Regions from separate parts of the Mus musculus genome. Here region 1 is linked to region 2. The links are chromatin contacts, called in public promoter capture Hi-C maps. All regions are on one chromosome and are shown on one strand. Each heading gives the region's core, a stretch centred on a gene start, on an enhancer-like site or on the middle of the called end of the contact. The rest is flanking DNA. Distances are from core to core; before and after follow the strand shown.

Region 1 (6,822 bases), core at 1,586-4,085, 120 kb before region 2:
TTGGCTTCTGCCTCTGGCATGTACACCCGTGGTAATTCCCTGCTGTAGGCCTGATACTGCCCCCAAAGCGGCACATCGCAGAACCAGTGGCAAGTTCTTGTCAGCTCCTGATGCACTCAGTGAGTATAGCTTAGCTGTTCTGTTCTTCATAACCCAGCACTGAAATACTGCACAGTGACTACAGTTCACACTAGCCCAGTCCCGGCTAAGAGTCTCCATGGGTACACACTCTGTGGCAGTGGAGTCTATAGCACAAGCATCTATAGCCTTATCATCAGCTGAGCCCAAGGCACAAGTTCCCAAGCACTTATTAGTTCTAACATCACACACCAAGAAGAAAAGTGGATCTGTCTGTCTGTCTGTCTGTCTGTCTCTCACACACACAAAATCATATACATGAAAATGCCCCACACTCACAGGCTTTCTGATTTTATAATATAAACTATAAATATACTATTTGACATTTTATAATCTTACTTTAAAGCTTTATGGTAGAAATCTTTCATAAAACTTAAGTATTTTTATAATATCTTTGCAAAAACTTGAAGATGGCTTCAATTTTGCAAGATGAAAGAGGCGCCAGAGATCAGTCAAGTAACAATGTAGATGTACTTAATACTACTGGGCTGTCTATTCAAACACAGTTCACAACATTATCCAAAAAGTCACACTTAGAATACTGCAAGTCATGTGGCTAAATAAGATGCTATTACAAGAAAAAGAGGGAGTTGCTAGAGAGTCAGCTCCGTGGATGAGAGTACATATTGCTCTCACAGAGGTTCCAAGTTTGGTTCCTAGCACCCACACTGGCTGGCTTATAACCATATATAACTCCAGTTCTAGGGGATCCAACTCCCTCTTCTGGCCTCCATAGGCACTGCACACATACACGCAGATAAACACTCATGTATATAAAAGAAACCCACAACAACAACAAACAACAGCAAACTTTTAAAAAGTGGCACCTACTACAGAAGATCTGGGTAGTATAGCCCTGCAATGCAGGTACCTGGTTCAGGGCTGCCTGTGATCTTTGATGCTAGGCTGCCATCCTCAGGACAAGCCAGAGGCCTTGCTACCTTCAAATGATACACAGAACTTCCCAAGGGTACTGCTTATTTCTCCATCTCGACATGGGGCCTTGCTCTGTTCCCAGAATGGCCTCTAAACTTTGGTCTCTAGTGAGCACCCTTCCTCAGTTTACTGAGGAGACAGGAGTACAGGAACAAAGCACCATGACTGACCAGGTCTGGGTTTTTAAGTGAGTGAAAATAGGTGATAGTATGCTAATAAATGTATTTCTTTGAGTACTGCAAAAATCCACACCAAACGAGGCAACAGAGAAAGTGCCCCAGGTTCCCAGGCCATCTAGGCAGTAACATGGAAGGAAGGGTGAGCTGCTAGCGTGGAGGCACACCTGGAAGCACTTTTCCAGCTATTCACAAGCTTACATGTGCAATAACCCAGAGCAAGGCTGGTGCCATCTGCCTAACCACCCAGGGCCCTATGCTTGCTAGGCAGCTACTCCACCAACAGAGCTACACTCCAGCCCTATCTAATCATCTTCCAGAGCCTTCAGCTCTTGAGCAGGTATGTGCTGAGGATCCTGAAACTTTCCTAAGACACAACTACGACATTAAAGGAGACATGTTTAAAAAACTCACAGGTCACAAGCTGAGAGCTTCTGAGAGTCAGCAGTGAGCCACCTTCCTGGCCGTCCCTGGTGCTGCACCCTGAAGGAAGATGCAGGGCCACTGACTCTGCTCTGAGGCTATGTACCATTCAGGCAACGCCCTCAGTCCCTCCTGTACCATTCATGCCATGTCCTTCCACCTCCTTCCCACCTCTAGCTGGCTGACAGGCACCCCTCAGCCTTTCCCAAGGCTAAAGGCTTGCATTCTATTCCCGTCTCCAGTCCTGGGCTACATCTAAGAACTCTTCACTCGGCACTCTTAACTGGAGAGGTCACTCATGTTCCAAACCAACTGTGTCCAGAACTGCATTGGGCTTTCATCTACACCCTTTCTGTCCTACAGCTCTGGTCTAGGAAATGTCATGCCTCCAGTCAGATTTCCTGGGCCTCTTGGCTCAGCAAGCTTCTGTCTGGGAGGTGTTCCCACAAGCTCCTTCTTCCTCCTCTTCTGGGGCCTCTGTGAGAATCATCCCAGCTCATGCCAGCTTTCTCTAAGTCTTTGGTCAATCCCTTCCTAGGATTCTTGGTTGGAAACCCCTGTATAGCCACTGTGCTGTGGGAACATCTGCCATTGTAAACAGCACTGAGCCCTGCATGGCTATTTATTACACACAAATACTCATAAAGGCTTAACTTGCAAAGCAGTCACAGGAAGAGTGACCACAGAAATGATTAATGGAGTTAAACTACTACAGTAATAGAAGTTAGGCGAGCAGGCTATTCACCCAACATCCTGCTGTGCTGTGCACACCCGTCTTGGTATAATTTAAGATGAAACAGTGTATTTGTGATGGTACTAGGTGGCCTGGGCACAAGGATATAGCAGTGGCAGATGACTTTAAAAGGGTCTTTTGAATGTAAACCCCTAGCCACAACACATGAGGACAATTCCTAAGTGACTAGTGGAAGGGAGACTAGCCTACAGGCTGGGTCAGCTGGACGAAGGGGACAATTCCGGTCCCGGTGGGAAGGTCTGTGACTGTTCAAGATCTTATCATATAACTCATTATAGCAGTGCACAATTTTAAAATTTTGAGTTGCTTTATTTCTGGAATTTTCCATTGAACATCCTCAGACTGGATCCCACGGAAAGCAAAACTGCAGATGCAGAGCCTGCTGCCTCTTCCCTGTTTCCCATCTGTTTTGTTCTCTAGCATGCCAGTGCCAAATGGAAAGGCTGTGCAAGCATTCCTGACATAGCACTGGCATGGACACACTGTTCCATGAATGCTCCAGTTGTACAGGAGAGAACAGGCAGTATCAGCCGAGGGCAAGGGCTGGGAAGTTATAGCACAGAGCACTCCAGACTGGAGGGAAAAACACATCTACATCATACTAGGTCCTTCCCACTATCTATCTAAGGGTTGAAATAAAAAAATGTATCTTCCAGCATAGTCTCTTGTAACAAGTTGTAACAAGGATGTGCCCCAGCAAACAAATGAGAACCCCAAAGAGACAAACACAGGAGCTAGTACAGTCGGGCGATGGAGAAGCCACAGGAAAGCCTAAGGCTGGAGGCTGACAACACAGCCCCAGACTAGAGTAGCAGACTGGGAAAACAGCTGCCAGCAGCTAACACACAGGTGTACAGTGACGGATGGACCAGCTTCTGTCTTTGGCTTCAGCAGCAGCCACCCAGGCTTCGAAAGATGGCATTATTAGAACTTAAGATGATTCATCTTGACTGGTAGGCCTGTAAGGGTATTTTCAGGAAGGATTAACTGAGGGGAGAGGACCCTCCCTCAGAGTAGGTGGCACCTTTCTGCAGCAAATCAAACAGGAAGAGGCGGTCCAAAAGAAGAGGCACTGCTGCCCGGTCCACCTCTGCTTTTTGCTTGTAAGTGCACCCAGTTCTCCTATTACTGCTGCCATCCATCATCTGACTCAGCCTCTTCGGCCTTGCCCCAGGGGGAGAAGACCAATGACTCCCCAGTACTCCCCTAGGCTTTCAGTGGGGACTCCAGCAGCCTTATGAACTGTGCACCTATATTTGGTTCTCAGCCTTCAGTGGGTAGATGGCTATTATGACACTACCCAGACCAGTCTGTGCCAGTCCTGTGAATCATCTTGTAACATACACACTCTATTCTTTTGTCAAGAGAACCATGCCTAATACAGACTGTGGTACCAGGAATGGGTCCAAAATAACAGCAACAATCCCTGAAACAATCCAGCTGCTGTGCCACTTGGAACACATGGTCTAGCAAACCTGATGGCACTGCTGCGTTGTCAGTGCTACATGGGGTAATGGTTGGGTCCTTTGAGGACCGCACAGGGGAATCACAGTGGAGGCCTTTGGAACTTTGGAACAAGGCCTTGCTCTCACCCACAGACAATGATTTTGAGAGAGAGCTCTTGGCCTGCTATGGGGACTTAGTGGAAACCTGAGAATCTGACAATGGGCTATTACCACATGACTTGAATTGCCCATCATAGGCTAGGCATTACCTACTAAGCCATAAAGTTGGACATGCAAAGCAGCAAAGCGACATCAATCGGAAGTGATAATATTTATGTAACTGAGCCCAAGTAGGTCATAGATGAAGTTACCCAAATGCCTATGGTTCCAACTACTCCAACAATGCCTTCTGTCTCCATGAACTCACTGCGTCAGGAGGCATGTTCTGTGACTGGACGACTAAAGAGAACAAAAGTGAGGCCTGATTTATGAATAGTGCTACCCTATGTAGAGTCCATTCCCCAGAAGAGGATAGCTAACTGTAGTATTACAGCACCTTTCTGGGACAACCCTGAAGGAAAATCCTGTGGTAGGCACAACTTTGGGCAGGGCAGAGTTGTATATTTTTAGTATTATTTTTATTCTCTTTATGCATGCATGCATGTTATTGGTGTGCACTGAGGTCAAAGGACAACCTGTGGGAGATAGTTCTCTCATTCTACTATATTGGTCCTGGGAATTGAACTCAGGTTGTCAGGCTTGGTGGCAAGCAAGCACCTTTAACTCAATAAGCCATCTTGCTGGCCATATACATTTCATTTGGACAGATGTACAATTTATACACTGACACAAAGGGCATGCCCAGTAGTTTGGATGAACAGCTGCAGACTTGGAAAGAACATGATTGGAAAATTGGTAAGATAGACATTTGGGGAAGAGGAATATAAACAGATCTCTTCAAATGAAGTGAAGATACTTGTGTCCTGTGTAAATGCTCATCAAATGGTGACATCAGCAAAGGAGAATGTCAACAAGCAAGCAGGATGGCTTGCTTTGTAGACAGAAGTCAACTTTTCCTGGAAGGCCATTCCTGTCATTACCCAATGGACCCATGAACAAAGGAGTCACAATGGCGAGGCGAGGATGATACATGGGATCAACAACTAAAGCAGCTGGCTTGACCAGATGATGGAATGGCTTTTTAAAGACACAGCTATATGGCCAAGTAGGCAGCAGTAGCCTGAAGGGCTGGGGCAGAGTCCTCTAGAAGACTACAATGCTCCGATTCAGTGTTCAGAATATGGTAGTTTCTCCTATAGCCAGGATTCATGGATCCAAGACTCAAGGGATAGAAATGGGAACGTTACCACTCAATACTACTACCCCCAGTGGTTCACTAGCAACATTTTGCTTTCTGTTCCTACAATTTAATGCTGTGCTAGCCTAGATGTCTTGGTTCCAGAGGAAGGAGTGCTTCTGTTAGGAGGCACAAGAAGCATTACATGGATTCAGTTAAACTAGAAGCTAAGACTTTCCCCTGGCCACTCTGGCTCCTGATGTCCTTGAATCAACATTAAGAAAGGAGTTACAATGTTTTTAGAAATAATTGCTCCAGACATCACAGAGAAACTGGACTGCTATGGAGAAAGGAAGAGTAGAGTCTTTCTTGGTGTGACCATGTTCTGAGTTAAGTCTGAAACTGTAACAACTCGATCCAGGCAGGATGGTAAAGGAGCCAGAACCTTTCAGGAGGCTGAGGCAGGGAGGACATAAATCCTCAGCCCTCCTGTGTTACAAGTAAGTTTCAGGCTACTCCCACAGGTAAAGAAACAGGACTTGCTGAGCATATGAGCTGGGAAGTAGAAAAATATAAACAACTGTAGCCAAGTAACCAATCACAGAAATGAGGAATGTAACTGCCGTGAATGTTTCTGTCTTACTTTGTTAAAATGTTCATGGCTTTATATGTATGCATTAGTAAGCAGATATTTGTGTTTTCTTTCTTTCCCTATTCTATTACCATATAACATTAAGAAAATGTCAGAACTTAAGTGTTGTCGCTCTGTGTATCATATTTAAGTTATAGAGTATAACCTGAAGATATCTGCTCTGGGGGAAAAGTTGATGTTTTCAGCTGTTTATCTAGGAGGGTCTGTGAGTGCATTTCCAGGAAGGATTAAATGAGAGGTGACCCATCCACCAAGTGTGTAGCACTTTCCTGTGGGTATACCAGATACATAAAGATGTTTGAGGCAAAACAGTGTTTGCATGTCTATGTGCCCTCATTTTGTTCTTTCTTTCTTTTTTATGGATGAGTGTTTTGCCTACATGTTTGTCTCTGCATCAGTGTGTACTTGGTACCCTTAGATGCCAGAAGATGTTAGATCTAAGACTAGGATTACAGATGGTTCAAATTGAACCTGGATACTCTGAAAGAGGAGCCAGTGCTTTTAACTGCTGAGCTACCTCTCTCCAGCCACTTCCCTTCATTTCTTGCTGCTAAGTCTATCTAACTCATCTCAAGATCTGATTGATATCAGACTCCAGCTACGTTGGCCTTCCAATACGTACTGACGACTGACAGCTCTGGAGTCTTCCAGGTCTTCAGCACCACACTGACTGCTGAAGCAGTTACCAAGTTCTCATTCTCTCTGGTACACAGAGAGCAACTGCTGGACTACCCCACCACTACTGTGCAGATTGTTGTTATGACTCCCTTTTAATACACACACACACACACACACACACATACACACGTTTGTTTTGTTTTTCGAGACAGGGTTTCTCTGTATAGCTCTGGCTGTCCTGGAACTCACTCTGTAGACAAGGCTGGCCTCGAACTCAGAAATCCACCTGCCTCTGCCTCCCAAGTGCTGGGATTAAAGGCGTGCACCACCACTGCCTGACTCTAGAATATATTTTTATATACATATCCTCTACCTGTTTGCTC
Region 2 (6,798 bases), core at 2,695-5,194:
CAAGCATAGCAGCCCTGGCATTAAGGGAGGCTCTACCCATTAAGGAAGACACTGGAAAGGCAAGAACTCCTATGTCATGGAGGCAGAGGATTTACTTTGTATAACCACTTTTGATTTTTAATCTACTTGTTTTAGACATTGATTTATTTACTTAGGGTGTGTCGGTCACAGTGTAGAAGTGGAAGTCAGAGGGTGTTTAGCAGAAGTCAGTTCTCTTCTTCGACCCTGGGGGTCCTGGGGATAGAACTCAGATCATCAGGACTGGCAGCAAGTACCTCTACCTACTGAGCCATCCTCTCACCAGCCTCCATCACTGGTCAGTTTGGGTTGCATCTTCCCGTTCAGTGTTCAAGATCATGTTGGTTACCAAAATGTGACCTTTTTCCTTTGAATCATGGAGGTCAGTTGAGACTTGCTAGGGGTAGTCCTTGGGAGTAGATGAGACTCTTAAGCAATATCAATGGTTTCCACACCAGGAGTGCCCTCTGCTGGGAAGGGTCAGGATCCTGCTGACCACGTGACTTCCTTTGGAAGAACACAGGGCATTTCCTCTCCAGGGCCTCTTCTCGGCAGGATATACACTGATTATAGAATCAACCTCAGGAGCATCCATGACTTCTCTGATGAAGACGGTCCATGGGTTACCAGACTTACAGGACTACGACCACCATCATCCTCCGCCCAAGAGGGTCCATGGCTTACTAGACTTACAGAACTATGACTCCCATCACCCTCAGCCCATGGGTTCTGGTTGACTTTGGAAACCATAGAACAGACAACTAGCTGTTCTCTTTATATTCCTCAGGACTCAAAGTGAGGATTGTTGAACACCCAGCGGCACAGTCTTTTAGTTTTAACTTTTATGTAACATCTAGATCAAGGTGAGACCAAAATAAAGAAATAATAAGTTGAAATGGTTTTTAAGTAAATCCCAATTTTGTTAAGATTCAGTTTCCCAACTAAACACCTGGCAAACTGTGCAGAAAACGTAACCATCTCGATTAGTTATCAGTTCCTTTTTAGAAATCAGTTCCTAATTAAACAAACATTTATTTTATGTGTCTCGGTGTTTTTCCCTGTTGTGAGCCACTCTGTGGCTGCTGGGAATTGAGGTCAGGTTCTCTGGAAGTGCAACCAGTGCTCTTAACCGCTGAGCCATCTCGCCACCAATCAGCTTTGGAATGTTGCCAGAGCACATCAATATCTGACAAGAGCCTTGTTGATTTTAACAGTGGACTAGCCGGGCAGTGGTGGTGCATGTCTTTAATCCCAGCACTTGGGAGACAGAGGCAGGATTTCTGAATTCGAGGCCAGCCTGGTCTACAGAGTGAGTTCCAGGACAGCTAGGGCTACACAGAGAAACCCTGTCTCGAAAAACCAAACCAAACCAAACCAAACCAAACCAAACCAAACCAAACCAAACAACCCAGGGGACTAGAGTCTAGGTTTATAGCAGTATTCTGACCTTAAGAATGTATGTGTGTATATCCTTTTGCACGCATGTGTGTGTGTGTGTTGTGTGTGTGTGTTGTGTGTGTGTCTCTCTGTGTGTGGTGTGTGTGTGTGTGTGTTGTGTGTGTGTCTCTCTGTGTGTGTTGTGTGTGTGTGTGTTGTGTATGTTGTGTGTGTGTATGTGTGTTGTGTGTGTCTAAGTAAGCACAGGCTTTAACAAGCACCTTTACCCACTGAGCCATCTTGCTGGCCTGATGCTTCAGCTTCTAAAAAACTCTTTCATCGTTTTTCCCTCCGTCTCAGGCAAGCCCGAGAGCTGCATAATCTTACATTCTAGTGAGACCTTGCCAAGACTGCAAAGTTTCTAATAGCCTTGAATAGCAGAAGTATCTTAATATAGGCACAGCCAAAAGGAGGGAAAAAAAACCCCAGGGATCCAACAATCTTCATATGTCAACTCTAACTGCAGTCATGGACACAGAAGACATCTGCTCTCCTTGAAACTAGAAAGAGTGTCAGCAGAGTCCTCCCTCCTTCCCTCCCTCCCTCCCTCCCTCCCTCCCTCCCTCCCTCCCTCCCTTCCTTCTTTCTTTCCTTCCTTCCTTCCTTCCTGGAGAATTTAGCAAATGAAAAGAGAAAGAGAAAGTTGAAGCTTGGACGGTTGACTCAGGGTTGGGCCAGAGATGGCAGGCCAGACCCAGAGCATTTGTATTTGGGACAGGAGAAGGGGACACACATAACAGGATGGCACTTAGGTCCCCATGTTATGGTAAGCCCAGGTCATACTTCATTTCATCCCCTGTAGAATTTTGTCTGCATGACAAGTGTGTAATTTGGTAAATCATATTGACTCAGAGAGCAGGACATCTGAATTGGGCTTGAATTTAGTTTTTACAGAGGTCGGGGTTGCTTCTTACAAGGAAAGCCTAGCAGGCTGAGAGAGATGGGTGGGTTGATCAAATTCTTCGCACAGAAGCATGGAGCCCCAAGTCTGATCTCCCAGAATGTACACAGAAGAGCCAGGTATGGGGGCACATAGTTGTGATCTCAACACTGGGAAGGCAGAGACGGGTATCCCTGGGGTTCTTTGGCAGTCTACCTAGCCCACTCAGCTATTTCCAAAAGCAGGATGGATGGTATCCTGAGAAACAGCATTTTCAAGTTGATCCCTGACTTCCATTTGTGTCCACATATATACACATATACATGTGTACCTATGCACACATGATCATGTGCATATGGGCACACACATTCAGAGGGAGAGAGGGAGAGAGAAAGAGGAGGAGGAGGAGAAGAAGAAGGAGGAGGGGGAGGAGGAGAAGGAGAATGGGAGGGAGGGGGAAGAGAAGGGGGAAGAGGAGGAGGAGGAGAATGTCGAGGAGGAGGGGGAGGAGGAGTGGTAGGGGAGGAGAAGGAGAGACAGAAAGTCTGGACACTGGAACTCTCTATCTTCTTTCTCATCGGCAGAACAGATCTAGCCGGAGGACAGTGCCATCTTTTGGCCATTCTTCTCTGTTAGCTGGGTCACACTGGTCATGCCAAAGTATAAAAGAAGCTCACTGGTCTCTTTTTTTTTTTTTTTTTTTTTTGAGACTCTCAGGATTCAAACAAATCATCCCTAGTTTTTCAGGATGCATTCCAAATAAAAGTCCCTGAAGATGGGCAGCTGACGCTTTGTTTGCCTAGAGAGAAGTCAGAGACCCAGAAGGCAGGCAAACCTCCCATCTTCTGGTACCCATGTTAGTCTGATCTGGTCCCCACGCCTGCCTCATGTTGTAGCAAGTGTTAAAATCTTGTGTTAGAGTCAGTAGTGACAAGAGCATCCCTAACCCGTGTAGGAACTTGATGCTGACAGCTGGTCTGAGTTCCTTCTTCCCTCTCTCTGAAGCAGTTTTGCAGAGGATAGTCTGAGAGAACATACATACAGCAATCAGCTATGCAGACCTGAAAGTCCCTGTCACCCCTATAATGGATCCCAAAAGGCAAAACAGGGCAAAGGACATCATCTGTGTCAGTGGAGTCACCCAGAAAGCAGAACTAGAGCCGAACGAATTTGGAGTGGAGGTCCCAGGAGTGCCCTTTCACCCCGTGGGAGGACTAGAGTTATATTTAATATTTAAATAATTAAAAATATGTCTGGAACCCAGTCTTTCCCTGTCCTGCGTTACTGCTTGCGCCGTTTTCTTGATTTAGTTACTTCCCTAGATTGCTTCTCTCCTGGTTCCCTTTGGAGAAGACGCTGAGATCGGCTCCATCAGCTCAGGGCTCGGTTAAGACTCCTCTGGTTCCTTGAACTATCTGAGAAGTCTCCATCCAGGCTTTGCTGAGGGGGTCTGCAAGTCCGTGGTGGGGCAGAAATCCTGTAACTCAGCCAGGAGTCTATGCTTGCTAGCCCTGAATCTCAAGGTCAGGCCGAGGCAAGCAGTGAGAGGCCAACGCTGGTCCTCCCTAGACACAGCGCCCTGCCCCCACACATGCCTTCAAAGTTCCCAAGAATATGACAGAGCTTTTGAAAGCCTTATAAGGACACTGCAGTGTGAGTTCGGTTTGCTTTCTGTTTCATTCCAGAGGCGCTCGGTTTGCATTCCCATGCCATTCCACAGGGTCCTTCCTTCTTTGTACTCCGATAAAACATGAAAGCAAACTTAGGCTGTGTTTCCCTCGCCAGTCTGTATAGACTGTTTACGATGTGAGAGTCAGGAGTCTGCAGGGGGCTGTTCACCCTTGGGATGTGGCTTAGAATTTAGCTCACACTGGAGGCTAGGTCTGTCTCCAAACCTCTCAGCCTCGCCTTGGTGATGAACAGAAAGAAATCTAAGCTTCCTGTTGCTTTGGAAATTTGATTATTTCCCAAGGCCCCCCTGGATGGGGAGGTTTGGCTGGGTTTCTTTGTCCCTGGTTGGTGTCTCAGATGGCCATGTCTTGTTCTCTAGCGCACCTCTCTGGAGTGTGTGTGTATACCCAGCTCTTCACAGGGGCATGTTGGGAGTATAGCGGATTAGGAACAGTGGGCACCCTGGATTCTCTGGCTGCCATCCTGGTCTGACTTTTGAGTTTGTTCTGGAAGGGATAAAGGATTGGTGCTGTGGGTGTTGGGGTCCATCACAGCTGGATGTTTGCAGGAAACTTCCCCAATGTCGAAGAAACCCTAGAGAACCAGAGAGCAAACATGTAGGGCCTCCAGTTCACATTCCACCCGAAACAGATCATTGACATAGTCTCACAGCCCTCAGGACCCCAAGTACCTTCCCTGTGGTAGGACTCACTCCCTCTTGTTGTCTGTAGGACAGCCTCTCCCCGTACCACTGCTTCATTGTCCCTCCAGGGTCCTGTGCCTTTACTGTCATAGCTATATACTTCACGAGGCTCTGCACTACAAGGTACAAGGCTCTGCCTCATACAAAGCAACTACCAGATCCTGAGCAGAGGGTATCTGCAGCCAGTTGCTCGATCACCTCGATCACCTTCACTGCCCACCCCTCGAATGGCCCCAGCATGCTCCATTTTGGCCAGAGAACATCCTACTACACACACACACACACACAGACACACACACACACAGACACAGTGATCTTCAGGAAAGTGTACACCTAACCAGAAACAGCTAACTCCATACATATTGAACCTGTGACTGTGGTGGGATTATTCTGGCCTGGAGCAAGAACTGCAAATCTCAGCTGCCCATTTATTTGTAAGCAATGACAAGATTGAGGCCAATTTGTCTCGATTTAGTCATTTGATGCTGAGCTTAGTGTCTTGTTCATTTATGCATTTTTTTCATGCTCATGAATAATAGTTCAAATTTGGGTAGGGATCTGTTTAAATTCTTCTCCCTGACCCAAATCTGCCAACTTGGGGTGGTGATACAGCCTGGTACTATGAGGTTCTAGTTTTGATACCCAGCATCATATTTAAAAAATAAACAAGTGCAGAAATATTATACAGCCAAGGCCCCTCTGCCTAGGGATAGTGCTGCCCACAGTGGGCGAGGCTACCCCACATCAATCGCCAACAGGACCTTCTTTCATAGACATGACCATAAGCCTATCTAATGGAGGTAACTCTAGGTGTGTCACAAAGACAATAAAAACCAACCAGTGCACCCCATTTTAAAACATCTAACTTGAAGGTAAAAGTTAGCAGTGATGTCACTGTACCCGAAGAGTATTTGGGTGGCAATTGTGGTTACCAGCTTCTATGTTATTTCTGAGGCAAATGCTATACCCACATATACCAGAAACTGGTTTGGAGAAGTGAGACCAGCTACTAAGGCTACTACCACCAAATTGACATCAGTGGCCCAAGACATATCTTGCAGCTCTGTGGCACATGGCTGGCTTTCCACCCACTCTAACGTAGGCAGCACCCCCCAGTTTTGAAGTTCTATAGTGTCTCAGACAACCAGGCACTGTACTAATGCAGATCTAAACTGCATTAATGGGGCCATCAGGATTTTGAAAATACTCATTCACTCACTAGACCAGTGGTTCTCAGCTTCCCTAATGCAGTACCCTTTAATTCAGTTCCTGGTACTCATTATGTGGGCGTACCTGGATGTCGGCAGACCTGCCTGGAGATGGAGAGAGAAGCAGTGTCTCAGGTCCTAAGACTGTCAGAAGTATGTGTGTTCTGATGGTGATTTTTTTTTTTTTTTTTGGCGATCCCTATTTAAAAGTCATTTGACCCCAAAGGGGTCAGGGCCCAAAGGTTGAGAACCATTGCACTAGATTTTTCCAGACTGGAGCCACAAAAAGAAAGGAATTATAGTCCTGTTTGCCACGGCAGATTTGATCTTGATGGGTACCACTTCACAAATGTAACTGTAATTAATTCTCAGGGTCACCAGGATTGGCTTCTAGGTGCCACCTGACTCCAGACATTGTCATTGCAGTCTGCCTTGCAAATATTGATGTAGTTGCTCTTGCAGCCATATCTGGGATGTGTCCATTCTGTTCCAGGAATTCATGAGCTATAAGCTGTCACCTATGAGATCCCTTCTTTTGTTTTGTTTTGTCTTGTTTTGTTTTGTTTTGGCATGTATGTGAATGCATGCATGTGTCTGTTCATGCATGTGTGTCTGTATATGCATTTGTGTCTGTGTACAGGTGTGCAGTCATGCATGCGTGTATGTGTGTGTGCATACATGTGTGTATGTATGTATATATGTGAAATTGTGCATATGTGTATGCATCCATGCATGCAGATATGTATGTGTGCATCCTTGTGTGTGCCTCTGTGTGTGTGTGTGTGTGTGTGTGTGTGTGTGTGTGTGTGTGTGTGTGTGTGGTCAATCTTGGTGTCATTCTTATGGAGTTATTACTTTTGAGGAGGTGGGAAGTTCTCTCA

What was found. Capture Hi-C pulls out chosen DNA fragments and counts their contacts.
Region 1: a promoter capture Hi-C map of adipose tissue shows a contact between it and region 2. The contact joins two enhancer-like sites. A contact is called at or near these places in 1 of 484 Hi-C or Micro-C datasets (bone marrow-derived macrophages), 1 of 115 datasets of contacts at active chromatin or transcription factors (VIP interneurons) and 2 of 9 other capture datasets (adipose tissue and pancreatic islet).

Annotation. Positions count from the first base shown.
Region 1 is chr5:129,530,739-129,537,560 of GRCm38.p6, reverse strand. The region is part of intron 7 of Sfswap (splicing factor SWAP); the gene reads right to left. Among named protein-coding and RNA genes, the nearest start is that of Sfswap, 33 kb to the right of the region's middle. Within about 2 kb of position 2,835, at least 69 of the 459 cell types and tissues checked have an H3K27ac peak or open chromatin away from gene starts, as enhancers often do. A contact at or near this core is called in adipose tissue, where this site is marked.
Region 2 is chr5:129,412,732-129,419,529 of GRCm38.p6, reverse strand. No RefSeq gene overlaps it. Among named protein-coding and RNA genes, the nearest start is that of Gm34468, 77 kb to the left of the region's middle. Within about 2 kb of position 3,944, at least 76 of the 459 cell types and tissues checked have an H3K27ac peak or open chromatin away from gene starts, as enhancers often do. A contact at or near this core is called in adipose tissue, where this site is marked.